2 separate regions of the Mus musculus genome follow, and region 1 is linked to region 2. The links are chromatin contacts, called in public promoter capture Hi-C maps. All regions are on one chromosome and are shown on one strand. The core of a region is the stretch at or near the end of the contact, and the rest is flanking DNA. Distances in the headings are between cores, read along the strand shown. Region 1 holds the start of Kif22 (kinesin family member 22). Region 2 holds the start of Tlcd3b (TLC domain containing 3B).

Evidence for each region. Promoter capture Hi-C pulls out the DNA fragments that hold promoters and counts their contacts.
Region 1: a promoter capture Hi-C map of hematopoietic stem and progenitor cells shows a contact between it and region 2. The contact joins the promoter of Kif22 here to the promoter of Tlcd3b in region 2. A contact is called at or near these places in 21 of 39 promoter capture datasets (the 3T3-L1 cell line, the C10 cell line, the HPC-7 cell line and 14 more), 11 of 484 Hi-C or Micro-C datasets (CD4 T cells, the G1E-ER4 cell line, bone marrow-derived macrophages and 7 more), 26 of 115 datasets of contacts at active chromatin or transcription factors (the 230-238 cell line, the HPC-7 cell line, the NIH/3T3 cell line and 18 more) and 5 of 9 other capture datasets (adipose tissue, embryonic stem cells, liver and 2 more).

What each region holds. Positions count from the first base shown.
Region 1 is chr7:127,039,325-127,046,440 of GRCm38.p6, reverse strand. It overlaps Kif22 (kinesin family member 22), which reads left to right and starts at 4,021. Exons shown (of 14, transcript NM_145588.1): 1 at 4,021-4,097. The coding sequence starts at 4,040.
Region 2 is chr7:126,818,787-126,825,910 of GRCm38.p6, reverse strand. It overlaps Tlcd3b (TLC domain containing 3B), which reads right to left and starts at 2,608. Exons shown (of 5, transcript NM_029978.1): 1 at 1,699-2,608; 2 at 817-900. The coding sequence starts at 1,823.

The DNA.
Region 1 (7,116 bases), core at 2,772-5,271, 220 kb before region 2:
ATTTGAAGAATTATTTAATATTGGTAATAGAGGTTGGAGGTGGTTCATCATGTTAGCTTGAGAACTGTATTCACTGAATTTTCATGAGACATACAAATTACGAAGCTGCCATGGATATATTTTGATGGTGTCCTGTTACTATCAATATTTCTTGAGAGATTGTTTGGAATTCCAGCAGGAGAGCACAGTTATTTTCTAAACCCTTGGCTGGAGAATGGCTCTCATCTGTTCACGAAAGGTCATTCTCTTCAATCAAGCATTCAGTGACAGAGGAGAGGGACACTGGCTGATCAATAGAGTGATGACACGGGCAGATTGTTTTCACATCCCATTGTCAGAACTTTTTTAAAAGATTGATTGATTGATTGATTTAAAGTTCTATCTGCATGTACACCTGCATGCCAGAGAGGGCACCGGATCCCATTATAGATGGTTTTGAGCCACCATGTGGTTGCTGGGAATTGAACTCAGGACCTCTGGAAGAGCAGTCAGTGCTCCTAACCACTGAGTCATTTCTTCAACCCCTTGTCAATATTTCTTAAAGTGCTAATTCTGAAATAAAGCCAAATCTCTTGTCAAGGATTTAAATACTAAAAGTAAGGGAAATATAGGTGTCCTGTTTAGCTTTGCCAATTTGACATAGCCTAGAGTCATCTGATAGGAAAACCTCCATTGAGAAAATACCTACATTAAATAAACCCATTGTATGTCCGCAGATAGGGAAGTCCCTGGATTGTTAATTGGTGAAGGAAGTTCCTGGCCCACTGTGAGCAGCACCATCCCTTAGCAAGTGTTCCCATGCTGTATTAGAACACTGGCTAAACTTGAGCCTGAGTGAGCCACCTAGCCAGTAGCATCCTCCACAATGCTTTGATATATGCTTCAGTGTGGAATGATTAAATAGCAGATCTATGCTTATGCACTGTTTTGTGCAGTGAAAACAGTTAAGATTTATGCTTTCTCGATGGACAATGGCTCATACCTTTGATAATAGCATTAGAAGGCTAAAGGCCAGGGAATTGCTTAGAATGTGAGGCCAGTCTGACACACAGTAAGATCCAATCTAGCCTAGAATATTGAGTGAAAGCATGTAGCTGGAATTTGCTATTTTGTGGGTTTTTCTTTACACACACACACACACACACACACACACACACTGTTTCCTAACACTAGATAGGAGAGAAACAAGGTTAGAGGGGAAAGAGGAAGCCCATATTCTACACCTGGGATTAAAATGAAAACACATTCTTATAATATTTTTGTGTTTTGTAAGGAACCAAAATTTCAGAATTCTCATTACATGAACCTGCCCCTCCCCCCTGGAAAAAAAATGCTGGGTGATGGCGTTTGTCTTAAATCCCAGCAGAGCAGGAAGATCTCTTTGAGGCCAGCCTGGTCTATAGAGTTCCAGGACAGCCAAGTTTACACAGAGAAACTCTGTCTTTTTTTTTTTTTTAAGATTTATTTATTTATTTTATGTATATGAGTACACTGTCGCTGTCGTCAGGCACACACCAGAAGAGAGCACTGCATCTCATTACAGATGGTTGTGAGCCACCATGTGGTTGCTGGGAATTGAACTCAGGACCTCTGGAAGAGCAGTCAAGTGCTCTTAACCACCGAACCATCTCTCCAGCCCCAAGAAACTCTGTCTTGAAGACAAAACAACAGCAACAAAAGGCTGAGCCTGGTGGTCCATAACTATAACCCAAGCACTCGGAGGGGTGGGTCACCTCAGTTTTGATGTCGGCCTGGTCTACACAGAAAGTGCCATCCCATCCATCAACACACAAGGTGTATCTCAAACACACACACAACTACTCCTTTAGCAGTTATGGGGGTGTGCGGTACTATAATTACCCAAACTGTTCCATGTCCCATGGCTCTCGTTTCCCTCCTGTCAGTCTGTTCCCTTCTCAGCCACCCCCCTGTTTAGCCTCTGAGAACCTTCCTTCTGCTCTCCACTCCCAGGAGCCCCACATTCTTGTTCCATATGTAAATGAAGTGACACGCTTTTTGTCCTTCCTTAGCCTGGCTTTTTTCATTGAGCATAATCTCCAAGTTCATGCGCGTCGTTACAAACGGTTGGATTTAGGACTAAAGCTAGGATAGATAAACAAATTATTAGTGTCTAAATAATGGCGTTCCAGTGATGGGGAACTCTGTATATGTAAAGTAAAAAGAAGGCTGAGTGGGCCTTGGGATGCCAGCACTTGCTGTCTGGCAGCAGTCAGAGGAGAGAGGAAGCTTTAGGAAGCAATGGAAATGAGGAGTGATGCACAGAACAGGTAAGGACATTGAATGGAGCGCTTACTGCCAATGCTTAATGCTTAGCTACCAGGACATCATTAATTGAGACAGAGTGCCTGGGAATTTCAGAAAGCTGAAGCTAAGCTGTAGTTGATACAGATTGACTGGGAAATGAGAAAATATTTGGAGCGTATGTTTGAGTCTAGAATGCCAGACAAAAGGTCAGTTCTTGAGGACACCAAATCTGGGCCCCCCTCCCCATCTGATGAGTCTACACACATTTTTGTGTGCTTTGCCTTCAATAAATTTCAAGGTTAGCCTAGTCTACATAGTAAGTTCGAGGACAACCAGGGCCACTTAGAGAGACCCCCATCTCTAAATAAATAAATAACAGCAACAACAAAACATTCAGAGTGGTGCAAAGTTTTTACATATCAAACTGAAAGTTTGCTTTTAAGAATTCAGAAGTAAGACGGGCAGTGGTGGTGCACACCTTTAATCCCAGCATTTTGGAAGCAGAAGCAGGCAGATTTCTGAGTTCAAGGTCAGCCTGGTCTACAGAGTGAGTTTCAGGACAGCCAGGGCTATACAGAGGAAATCCTGTCTCGAAGAAGAAAAAGAAAGGAAAAAAAAAAAAAAAGAATTTAGAAGTAATAACCAAAATGTCAAACAGTCCAGTTTCCATTTCCATGGTAATGAAGTTAACCTTAAGTCACTAGACTGTGACCAATCAGTTCTTGATTGTGTGAAATGCCGTCTCATTCTAGACCTGTAAATTGTGCTAGTCAATATCTTTGAATTTAGCTGGGTGTAGTGACACACAACTTTGATTCCTGTCTTTAGTCCCAGCACCAGGAAGGCAAAGACAGACAGGTCTCTGTGAGTTTGAGTCCAGTTTAGTCTACACCATTCTGGGACAGCCAGGGCTACCTAAAGATAATCTGTCTCACTGTGGTCCTTCATGGTTAGATGGCAAAGTGTTGCAGCTTCCAGGGCAGAAGAGCGCAGGTCTTTGTTAGTTTAAACCCAGCCTGGTCTACATAGTGAGTTACAATGTTGCTAGTTAGAGACCCAAAGACCACCAAAGTCTGGTTTGACAATCTGTATTAAGTCGCTAGAAAATTCCTGGAAAGAAACTCCTCACAAAGCAGTCTCAACTGCATTTTACAGAAGCTTTTAAAGGTAAAGAGCACACAAAAACTACATCCTGTTTGGCAGTTGCAGGGCAAAGGAAAGCAAGCAGTTTAACAGAAGCCAAACGCATGCAATTAGCTGGGGGCATTTTGTCCCAAGATTCTAAAACAGGGCTGGGAACTTTCCCACAGTAAGAAAAAAAAAAGGGGTGGTGGTGGGGGAGTCAAGTTCAAAGAGGAACTTTTTGCCTTCTCACACCAGGACAGCCAGGGCTACAAAGAGATTCTGTCCGCTCCAAAAGGCAAAAATTGTATTCAGAGCTGGGAACTTTGAATATAGAATCAATCAAGTGCTTTCAGAAGAAAAGCTGAGAAGGAAAAGTCGGGCGAAAGTCTGCATTTAGCCAATTCCAACCTGGCAATTCAAAAGCCTGAAAGTGCAGGGACCTCAGTTACTGACCATTTAGTGACAGACTCCAGGGCCCTATCCCTGGGAATATTTTGCTTTCGAGACCGGAAGTGAGCCCGAGACGGCGGAATTACGGTAAATTAGAACCGAAACTTCCGGCGGCACGTAGCTGCGATTGGTCGAATCTGAGAGGGAGGCGGGGCCCCGGTAATTCAAAAGAGAGAAGCGGGCCGAAGAAGGGAAGGCTATGAGCTTAAGGGCTAAGACGTGTCCGCAGCGACGGGAGATGGCGTCGGCCACCTCAGGTACGCGGGCCGGGAGGAGGGAGCACCACTGCGTGAGACTTACAGAGTAGCAGTGGTCCCGGAAAATCCAGCCGGCGCGGGGCGGAAGGGCGAGGGGACGCTGGCTGGCGGGCGTGGAGGTGGGCGCCACCGCACCCTGTCCTCTATTCGCTGCCTTCGGCGGTGTAGAGGGGGTTGAGACCCTGCCGAGGCTCCAGCTCCTGTCTAGAGCCTGAGCGCTAATGTGTGCGCTTCAATTTGTGTCATCTGTAAAGCCGGGCAGCCACCCGTCTGTAAAGACTGAGCAGCGAAGAGCCTCTTTATCTGTCTGTCTGTCTGTCTGTCTGTTCAGAGATCCCACTCCGACTGAAGGCTGTGTGAGATCACACGGCAAAGGAAAATCCTTTCCCTCCAGCCTTGGAACCGGATGCTGTTTTCCTGGTGAAAAGGCTGGCTGCCAGGAGATTCCAAATCTTTCCTAAGACGATTTGCGTATGCGTGTCTTTCCTCTTTCTATAGGCCGAAATCTGGCCTGTTTGTTTGGCTTTGGGGGAGGCAGACCTTTAGGAGAACGCCTCAGCCAGGCAGTGCTGCAAGCATTTTGTGATGAACCGTTTAATGTTGTACAGAGCTCTGAGGTCATGACTGTTAATGCCCTGTCTTTAACAAAAAGCTTTAATTTTATCAATGTGTGCCACCTATGTGTGGATCTCCGCAGAAGCCAGAAGTGTTGGACCCTCTAAAGCTGGAGTTACTGGCAGCTGTGAGCCACCAGATGTGGACCCTGGGAACCAAACTCAGAACCTCTAGAAAACTAATAGGCACTCAATTTCTAAGGCTCACCAGCCCCCTGTACTTGTGTTTTGACAAGAGGAAGCAGGCATAAATGGGGTAGATAGCTTCTTCAAGATAGCACAACTAGTAAATATTGGGAATCTAAATTCACACTCAGGTAGTTACACTGTAATGCCTCTGCCCTTGACAGTTATGTCCGAATACAGACTCTGAGACCCAGGGTGCTTGGTATGTAGTAAACGTTAAAGTGCTGAAAGACTGTTAGCCCTTTCCAAGAAATTACAATCATTTTCAAATAGTCCCATAAACAAATGTAGTATGAGGAAATACATTGGTAGAAAAGCATAAACTTGTAGTGTAGAATCTGAAACAAACCTTTGGGTATTTTGAGAAATCTTTATTAAGAAATGGTAATTGGAAGCTGAGTGGTGGCGCACACCTTTAATCCCAGAACTCAAGAGGCAGAGGCAGGTGGATCTCAGTTCAAGGCCAGCCTGGTCTACAGAGTGGGTTCCAGGACAGCCAGGGCTACACAGAGAAACCCTGTCTGGAAAAACCAAAATAAGAGAAGGGAAGAGAGAGAAATGATAGTTAGGACTGAGAGAGGAGCTGGGTTTAGTGCTCTGTAATTCCAGTAACGGTCCCGTTCACCAGGCTTGGACATGGTGCACATACTTTCGTGCCGAATTTTGAATTCCATTAGTCAGATAGGATTCAGACCGAGAGACTGATTGCCTCCTGGATCTCCATGCAGGCAGGCAAAACACGTACATAAAAAGATAGTGAAAATGGTAGTTAAAGTGGGTTCAGAGGTTGGGTGGACTTTTACTCAACCTTGAAAATATCAAAAAGAGCAAGCGTTGCTTAGCAATAAAAGAGGCCAGGAAGATTGTGGTGAATGGTTGTCTCTTCCTAGTAGAGAGGAGCAAGCTGGGAGCACCGCTCAGCGGTAAAGTCCTTGTCCCGGAAGCCTGAGGACTGAGTTTCATCCCATGTTGAGGAACACTAGGGTTTGATCTTTGGCCTCCATGCCCATGTGCATTCGCACATAGGTGTGGGTGTGCACAAACAGAAGAAGAATTAAAACCTACCACTGGTGTGATCCTCACACGCAAAAGGCCAAGGTAGGAGGATTGGGAGCTCAGGGCCAGCTTTTCTCAAAAAACAAAAACATATTTAAGAAGATAGAGCCAGCCGGGTTTGGTGGCGCATGCCTTTAATCCCAGCACTTGGGAGGCAGAGGCAGGCAGATTTCTGAGTTCGAGGCCAGCCTGGTCTACAAAGTGAGTTCCAGGACAGCCAGAGCTATACAGAGAAACCCTGTCTCGAAAAACCAAAAAAAAAAAAAAAAAAAAAGGTAGAGCCAAGGCTAGCAAGATGGCTCAGCTGCTAAGAAAATTGGATGTTCTTCCAGAGAATCCTGGTTGGGTTCCCAGCACCCACATGGTGGCTCACAACCATCTATAACTCCAGTTTTGGAAGATCTGATGCCCTCTTCTGGCTTCCACGGTCATCGGGAATGTATGAGGTTCTCTTAGGGTTATCATTGCTGTGATGAAACACAGTGACCAAAAGCAAGTTTATGTGGCTTACACTCCCACATTTTAATCCATCACTGAAGGAAGTCAGGACAGGAATGCAAGCAGGGTTGCAACTGATACTCAGGAGCTGATGCAGGGGCCATGGAGGGATGCTGTTTACTTCATCCGCTCACTCTCCGTTCACCATGGCCTGCTTTCCTACAAGACCCAGGACTACCAACCCAAGGATACTGACACCACCCGAGTCAGTCACTAGTTAAGAAAATGTTCTACAGCTTTTTCTTATGGAGGCTTTTGCTCCACTGAGATTGCTACCTTTCAGGTGACTCCAGTTTATATCAAATTGATATAAAACTAGCCAGCACAGTAGCACACAGACATACATAACATCAGAGAAATTTTAAATTAAAAAGAGTTAACAGGTATTGATGACTGTGGGAAGAAAGAAAACAGTTAAAAATTCTTCTTGTGGGGGGTCTGAGCTATTTGTGGGTGTTAGCAAAGTGAGGAAACAGTTGCAGAGATGGGCAAGGGAAGAGTTTAGTACAGGTGGAATTTGAGGTACCTAAGAACATCCAGGAGAAGCTAGATGGTAGCTTGGGCGGAAGCTCTGCCAGCCAGAGACAGCTCTTTAATAGGAAGTGCTAAGGAGGAGTCATCAACTTGAAGATGGTTTGTTTTTTTGTGTTTTTTTTTCCGGTTTT
Region 2 (7,124 bases), core at 1,359-3,858:
CCTGCAGAGCTGTTCTGGGGAGGAGTGTGATCTCACTATAAGTCCTAGGAGGAGAGAATTCTCCCATAGGAAAAGAAGAGACAAACATACACCAGAAGGTGGATGGAGACCAGGGTCACCCAGATGATGTCCCCTGAGGCCCAAAGGACACTACAGAAGGGCATTAGAGCCAGAAGTCATGAGTTGAGGAAGGGCATCCTGGGCTCACAGCAAATTTGCCCACGGTGAGCAGGGGAAAAAAAAAAGTGCAGATCAGCACCACGGACAGGGCCCGTGTCCCCTTCACCCTCCTCGGAGCCACTGCTCAGGCCTGGGCCTTTTTGGCAGCACCAAATACTGCAGTAGCTGCTAGTGCCAATTTTTGGCCTCTTCACCCCCAACCCCCACGGCCTGACCCTCTGTGGCCTTGCTGTGTCATCCCTTTCTCTTCTGCCCTGGACCCGTGCTGAGGCTCGTCATGGATTCCAGAAGGAGTGGAGGGGTGAGCCGACATGGTGAGGAGACAGTAAGGGGCTGGATAGGAACAGAGTAGGAGCGATGCAAGAGTTGGAGAAGACATGGCTGGCGTTCAGAACCTAAGACAAGAGCCAGGAAGCTGACCAGGAACTGCTCTGAGGATTTCCTTTGATCTCCTACCCCTGCTTCCTTGCTCCTGACCTTTAAGACAGGACAGGATAAATTTATCCTTGGTATTGAGTTGCAGCAATCACATGAACTTTCTTGATCCCGAGTTTAGGGACCACTACAGATCTGGGGGATCCCAGGTCCCACATACAGACCGCTGGGACCTGGGCGGGGTGGTCCTGAGGCACTCACTGGTCATCTATGATGTGCTTGCAGGAAGTGGAGACTATGTAGCCAGCTGTGGAGGCCATGATGGCTTGGACAGAGGACACCAACCTAGGAAGACAGAGGAAGGAGTGACAATCAGGTGTGCGTCTCCCGTCTCTGTGTTGTGGAAACCCTACCCCTCAGGATTCCACATCAGCCTCCACCTAAGCCAGGCTTTCCCACCATCACTTTCAGCCAAGCTGCGCTTAGCTTCCATCCTCAGTTCCCGCCTCTCCCAGCCTTCTTCATTCCTAGTTTGTGCCAGTGGAATCATCTTCTTCCCAGGACACCAGGGAGGCGTCCTGAGGTGAGCCAGTGCCTAACAGTGAGCTCTCTCTCCCTGGGGAGGGAGGGAAGGGACCCATGAGGGCTAAGGGAGTCCCAGTTGTCCCTGCACCCAGACACCATGAGGCTCATACTTAGAGTCACTGGCCCCAGTGACCCCAGCCCCCCCCCCCCCCACACACACACTTTCCCACTATTTTCCTGATTCTTACCATGGCCCTCTTCCTGGCGGCCCTATTCTAGAGATATACAAGTTTCACTGTCTACTTTTCTACACCTTGACCCCCAAACACTAGCCCTGAAAAACACAGTCTTGCCCCTTGGCTTGCTCCTGGGTGTCTTGTGGGACTGTTTAGTCACATGCTGCCCTGCTTTAGAGGGAGGATAGGAAGGTGCTAAGGGAAGCAAGCTCAAGCTCAATAGTAGTCCAGATGGCTGGGTTTCAATGAGGTCCAAGGAGGGAAGGAAGCTTGGATGTAACCTACCCACCACTACTGAGCCCAGGGGCGTGCTGGGGTCCCTTCCCCATGAAGCCTGTTGGAGAGAGAGGGGCTGAACTCTCGGGGAAGGCATGCCATTTACCTGGCGGAGACAATGACTGCGTCGGCCTCCTCCCAGCGCAGCTGGGGCAGCCTCTGGAGCGTGTTCTTGGATAGGAGGAAGAGTCCGGGGAACACCACCCCCCCAGCCACCATTGGGGTAAGCATGGTGACTTGAACCCGGGCAGGGAGACCAGAGGGTCCAGAAGGGACAGGAAGGCCAAATTGAGGGAGGGAGTTGGAGGTGAAGAAGGGATTGCCAAGCCAGAAAGGGAGAGAGAAAGAGGGAGGGGGAGGCACAAAGGGGCCAGGGCGGGGACAGGATGGGACAAGAGGACCAGTTCAGGGCAAGGGAGAAAGGGACTTCAATGAGATTGGGGACACAGAAAGAAAGGGCTAGCTAGGTGGCGGGGGGGGGGGGGGGACGACAGAGCGCTGGTGAGAGGATGGGGAGAGACTACCAAGGGAGGACTTGATGAGAGGACCAAGAGGGAGAGGGGACAGGAGGAGGAAGATGCAGTGGGGGAGGGGAGGGAGAACCGCGGCAGGTGGGGGGGGGGCTTACGTGGAGAGGCTGGGAGGGCCCAAGGAGGCGGGGTGGGGGACGGTGGTGCCAGCCCTGAAAAAAGGGAGGGAGGAAAGGACGGAGCGGAGCGGAGCGGAGGCGCAGCTGGGCAAGCGGTCACCAGTCAACACCGCTCTCCCGCCACCACAGGCTACCACCTCCTCCTGCTGCTGCCGCTAGAGCCCCGCTGCCCTGTGCAGACACCGCACATGGCATTATAGAGTTGGTGCCCAGCCCCCTGCCCCCTCTGTGAGGAGGGGGAGGGGGAGGGGAAGCCACCAGCTTGGGGAGGGTGGGAGAGGGGGAGGGAAATGATGGCACCGACCAGACACCAAGAAACCGGACCTGCAGCAGCGTTGTCTCCCATGCAGCTCTGAGCCACAGCAGCGGCTGCGACAGAGATGGGGGGGGACAAGGAAAGAGGGAGGGGGAGGCCCTTAAAGAGACAGGAGCTGCAGTGCAGGGGGCTGCTGGGGACAAGGGCTTAGGGAAAGGATGGCTCTTCTCTTAAACCCCCCCCCCCCCCCGGACACCTCCACCTAGCAGGAGTACTGAGCCGCCTTTCCTGTCAGCACTTTAAAAATGTCTGGCATTTCCTTCTGCTGGTGCTTATAAACATAAATGGGTGTCCCTCAGTGGCCTGCAGGGATCTCAGCTTAGGGGTGCTCACTCCAGCCAAGAAGATTTCCTGAAGAAAGCAGCCTGAGTAGATGGTGTGTTCCCTGAAGGCACAGATAGGAACAAGCCATTTCACGGTGTCCTTCAGACCCACAGCCCCCTCCACCCCGCCCGTCCGCCTCTCCAGTCAGAGGGAGTGGAAACTACATCAGTCACCTCGCTTGCACTCCGACTCGCACCACAACGAGTCACTCCCTCAGGAGTGTGGCTCACTATTGTGACAGCCCAGGGGGAAATCTATGCTCCTATGCTCTTCAGAGGTCAGGGGATAGCCCTGAGGTGGGAGCCAAGGTTCCCCAAGATCAGAAAGTTAAGATGTGACAGGAACAGAGCTAAGTGGGAAGAGATGGCTGGCTGTCAGAGCCCTCCAGCATGGCTTTGATGGCTAGCACCAGGGCACTGGGAGACAGGAAGCAGTCATGTAGACCTGGTGGCACTCCAGGAGCAGGAGGATCACTCCTGGTAGCCAGCTTGGGCGACAGAGGAAGTGCTCGCCTGGGAGAGAGGGTTAGAAGGTGGGCTTGAAGAGCAGAGGGTGCTTGCTGCCTGGAAAACCCAGTGGAGTTATGGAAGCCGGGGCCCCTCCCTCAGGCCAATGGCCTCCTGGAGTCCCCTTTTCCTTGTTGCCTTGGTTCCCTGTCCTCGGCCACTCCTCAGAACAGTCCTGCTTACACAGAAGAGCCTGGTGGCTGGCTGACTCAACTTCCTCCTTTAATCCAAGGGGAAGAGCAGCCCCGTGCTTTGGCCAGGGTAATTTAGGCCTAGCACACAACTACTAATGCTCACTCTCACATGGCCTCTTAGAGCCTGGCCTTTCCCAAACCCATCTGTCCTTCAGACTTGTATATCATGGGGACTGACACCTCACTGTAGCTTGAGTTTCTCACTGACCCTGAGATGAGCCTACTTATCTACTGACAACTGACCTTTCCAGCCCACAGCCTACTCCCTCTGCGCCCTAGAGGAAGGGGCCAATTCGCTATTTTGTGCTGCCCTCTAGTGGCAGTCTGTGGGAGTGGCTGAGGGAAGTCTTGACACCCGCAGGAGTTGGGGCTACTATTAGAGACCTTCGTAGACCTGGAAACCACAGGGGAAGAGGTCCACTTTCCCAGGTCTTACTACAGACTGAGCATGGTTTATGTCAATGCTTCTTAAGTCTTCTAGGGGTTGAGGAAGGAGAAACCAAGGCTTAGAGGGTTTATTAAAGTGTCAAGATAACATAGCTATGTTCATTATTAGTAAAGTAGGATTTCAAGCTTATGTTTGCTTCACTTCAGGAAAATCCAAAGACAGTGGTGACAGGAGGCAGAGGAGGCAGAGCCCTGGGGTGCACAGGAGACAGAGGAGGCAGAGCCCTGGGGCTTCCAGGACAACCAGGTCTATACAGCAAAATCCCGGCAAAAATCCCAGGCTAGTCAGGAATACATAGGAGACCCTGTCAAAAAATAGATGCACTTAGCCTAGCTTGAGCTACTAGATGAAGGGACAGGCCTGAAATTCCAGCACTCAGAAGGCTGAGGCAGGAGGCTCACTAAGAGTAACGGGATAAAACAAAATACAAAACCTTTCAAAAGTTAGAAGATGTAACCTGGGCTACAGAGAGAGACCCTACCTAAAAAACAAAACAAAAAATAACACACACAAAAACAAAACAGCAAGGAACAAAAGCACCAAGGCTCTAAGCTGGGGCGGTGACATGGATCAGAACGTGTCTGTGAACACAGACGTGGTCAGGGGATCCAGAGCTGACTGTGGATAGCACAGGCTGCAGCAGAACAAGACAGGTTTCGGGTTTGTGCTTTTGATTTTCGTTTTTCTTTTCTGGGGATTTACAGAGTCTCCTCGGTAAATTCTGCCTTTGAGGGCTCAGGAGCTACCTAGCACATCAGGGGCTCGGGGCTCCATACCCAGCATTGAAAAGAAAGAAAAACAAAAACAAAAACAACCCTGAAGCACTGCTTTCTGCACACCCCAGTCCCAGCTCCACCCCGGCATTGTTCACCTTTATAGTAACAGCCCGAGGGCCCAACCTCTCCCACAAATACATTTTTTCCCCAGTATGATGTTGCCAGCAGAAGATAGTATCTCCTTAAATTCTCGTCTGAGTTGTCGGTTAAAAAGCAACCACTTAGCCGGGCGTGGTGGAGCACACCTTTAATCCCAGCACTTGGGAGGCAGAGGCAGGCGGATTTCTGAGTTCAAGGCCAGCCTGGTCTACAAAGTGAGTTCCAGGACAGCCAGGGTTACAGAAAAACCCTGTCTCAAAAAACCAAAAACCAAAAACTAAACCAAATAACAACAACAACAACCAAAAAACCACTTTCAGGCCAGTGGGAGGACTCAGCACGTTAAAGGCGCCTGTTGCCAATCTGAGTTCAATCCCTTGAACACGTGGAAGAGAACCATCCACAAGTGTCCTCTGACCTCCACATGTGAGCCGCGCCATGTGCACCCCCTCCGAATAAATGTTAAGAATTCTAAGCCGGGCAGTGGTGGCACACGCCTTTAATCCCAGCACTTGGGAGGCAGAGGCAGGTGGATTTCTGAGTTCAAGGCCAGCCTGGTGTACAGAGTGAGTTCCAGGACAGCTAGGACTGCACAGAGAAACCCTGTCTCAAAAAACCAAAAAAAAAAAAAAAATCTAAAAAAGTAAATAAAGGTTCAATTGTCAGCACAAACATCCCTGCCCAAGGCCAGGTTGGATCATAAAGTAAAGCTCTATCTCTGGGGAAAGCCTGAGATGCAGCTGGGTGGGAGAGCGCCTGCCTGGCTTACAGGCCCTGGCTTGGATTCACATGCTCTCTCTGTGATGCCTGGCTGGAGCCAAACCCCTTCTGCTTCCCCAGGGATCGCCATGCACCTCCTAAGGGTGTCCACAGCCCTTAGACACATGATTCTCACATGTCCCCATTTCCAAATGAGGGACCTGAACTTCAGTGACTTCACCTTTGCAAAAGACTCAGCTACCAGGGCCCCACCCACACTGTCCTGCATCCTGAGTCCACTCCAGCTGCTCTTTAGACTCACCACCAGCTCTGGCCCCACCTTCCCATCTTACTTGGATGCCACCAAGACAGCCTCTTGCCTCTCCATCCGTAAGCTGGTTCGATTCTGCAGCCCCCAGCGTAATACCACAAAGCACAGTGGGAAGAAGACACACCCCAGCAGGAAGAGCAGGGCCATGCCTGTCTGCAGAAGAGAAAGAGGGCCATGAAAACAGTGCTCTTCAGACCCCCACCCGCACCCCAGTCACTGCAAAGACACAAAGGCCCACGAGCCCCACTCCTCATAGTCACTGTAAGTCACCAGGCATGCCTGCGGTCTAATCTCTCTTGGATCCTTGGTGTACTTTTTGTTTGGTCTAAGACAAGGTCTTGCCATGTGTCTGCCAGGCTGGCTTTGAACTCCTGACCATCCATCTCAGCTACCTAAGGTCTAAGGGTGCAGACCTGTGTGCCATGCCTAACTGATTTACTTTCACGTTTATCCGAGATAAGCGGACATACCATTTGTGTGTTGTTTCCTTTGAGTTAGGGTTTTATGTACCTCAGGCTAACCCTGAAATGTCTACATGACCCAAGCTGCTCTTGAACTCCTTGTGTCCCACGTCTACCTCCTCGAGGCTGGGGTTGCAGATGTATAGCCACACACCCTATCACTTTGTTTTAGACCCAGGTCAGATTATTTCAGTTTTCCCTATAGCCCCTGGAGCTGGTCCATATTTCCAAAACATAATATTTTAGTGTTTTATGGTGGCACAGAACAGCAATCCCAGAACTCTGGAGGCTGAGGAAGAAAGGTCACAAGTTGGAGACCATCATGGTCTATATAGCAAGACCCTGTCTTAAAATTAACAAAAGAGAAGGCTGGAAAGATTGCTCAGTGATCAAGAGTACTGAGGGCTCTTGCAGAGGGTCTGGGTTTGATTCCCAGCACCCATATAGTGGCTCACAACCATCTGTAACTCCAGTTCCAAGGGATCTGGCGTCCTCTTCTGGCTTCTTTGGGTATTGCATGTACTTACCAGCAAAACACTCAAATAAAATAACTTTTTTTTTTTTTTTTTTTTGGAGACAGGGTCTCTGTGAAGCCTGGCTCTCCTGAAATTTGTAATTTGTTTTGTGAACCAGGCTGGCCTTGAAATTACAGAGATCTGCCTGCCTCTGACTCCTACATATGGGATCAAAGGTGTACACCACCACAACTGGCTAATAAATCTGAGCTGG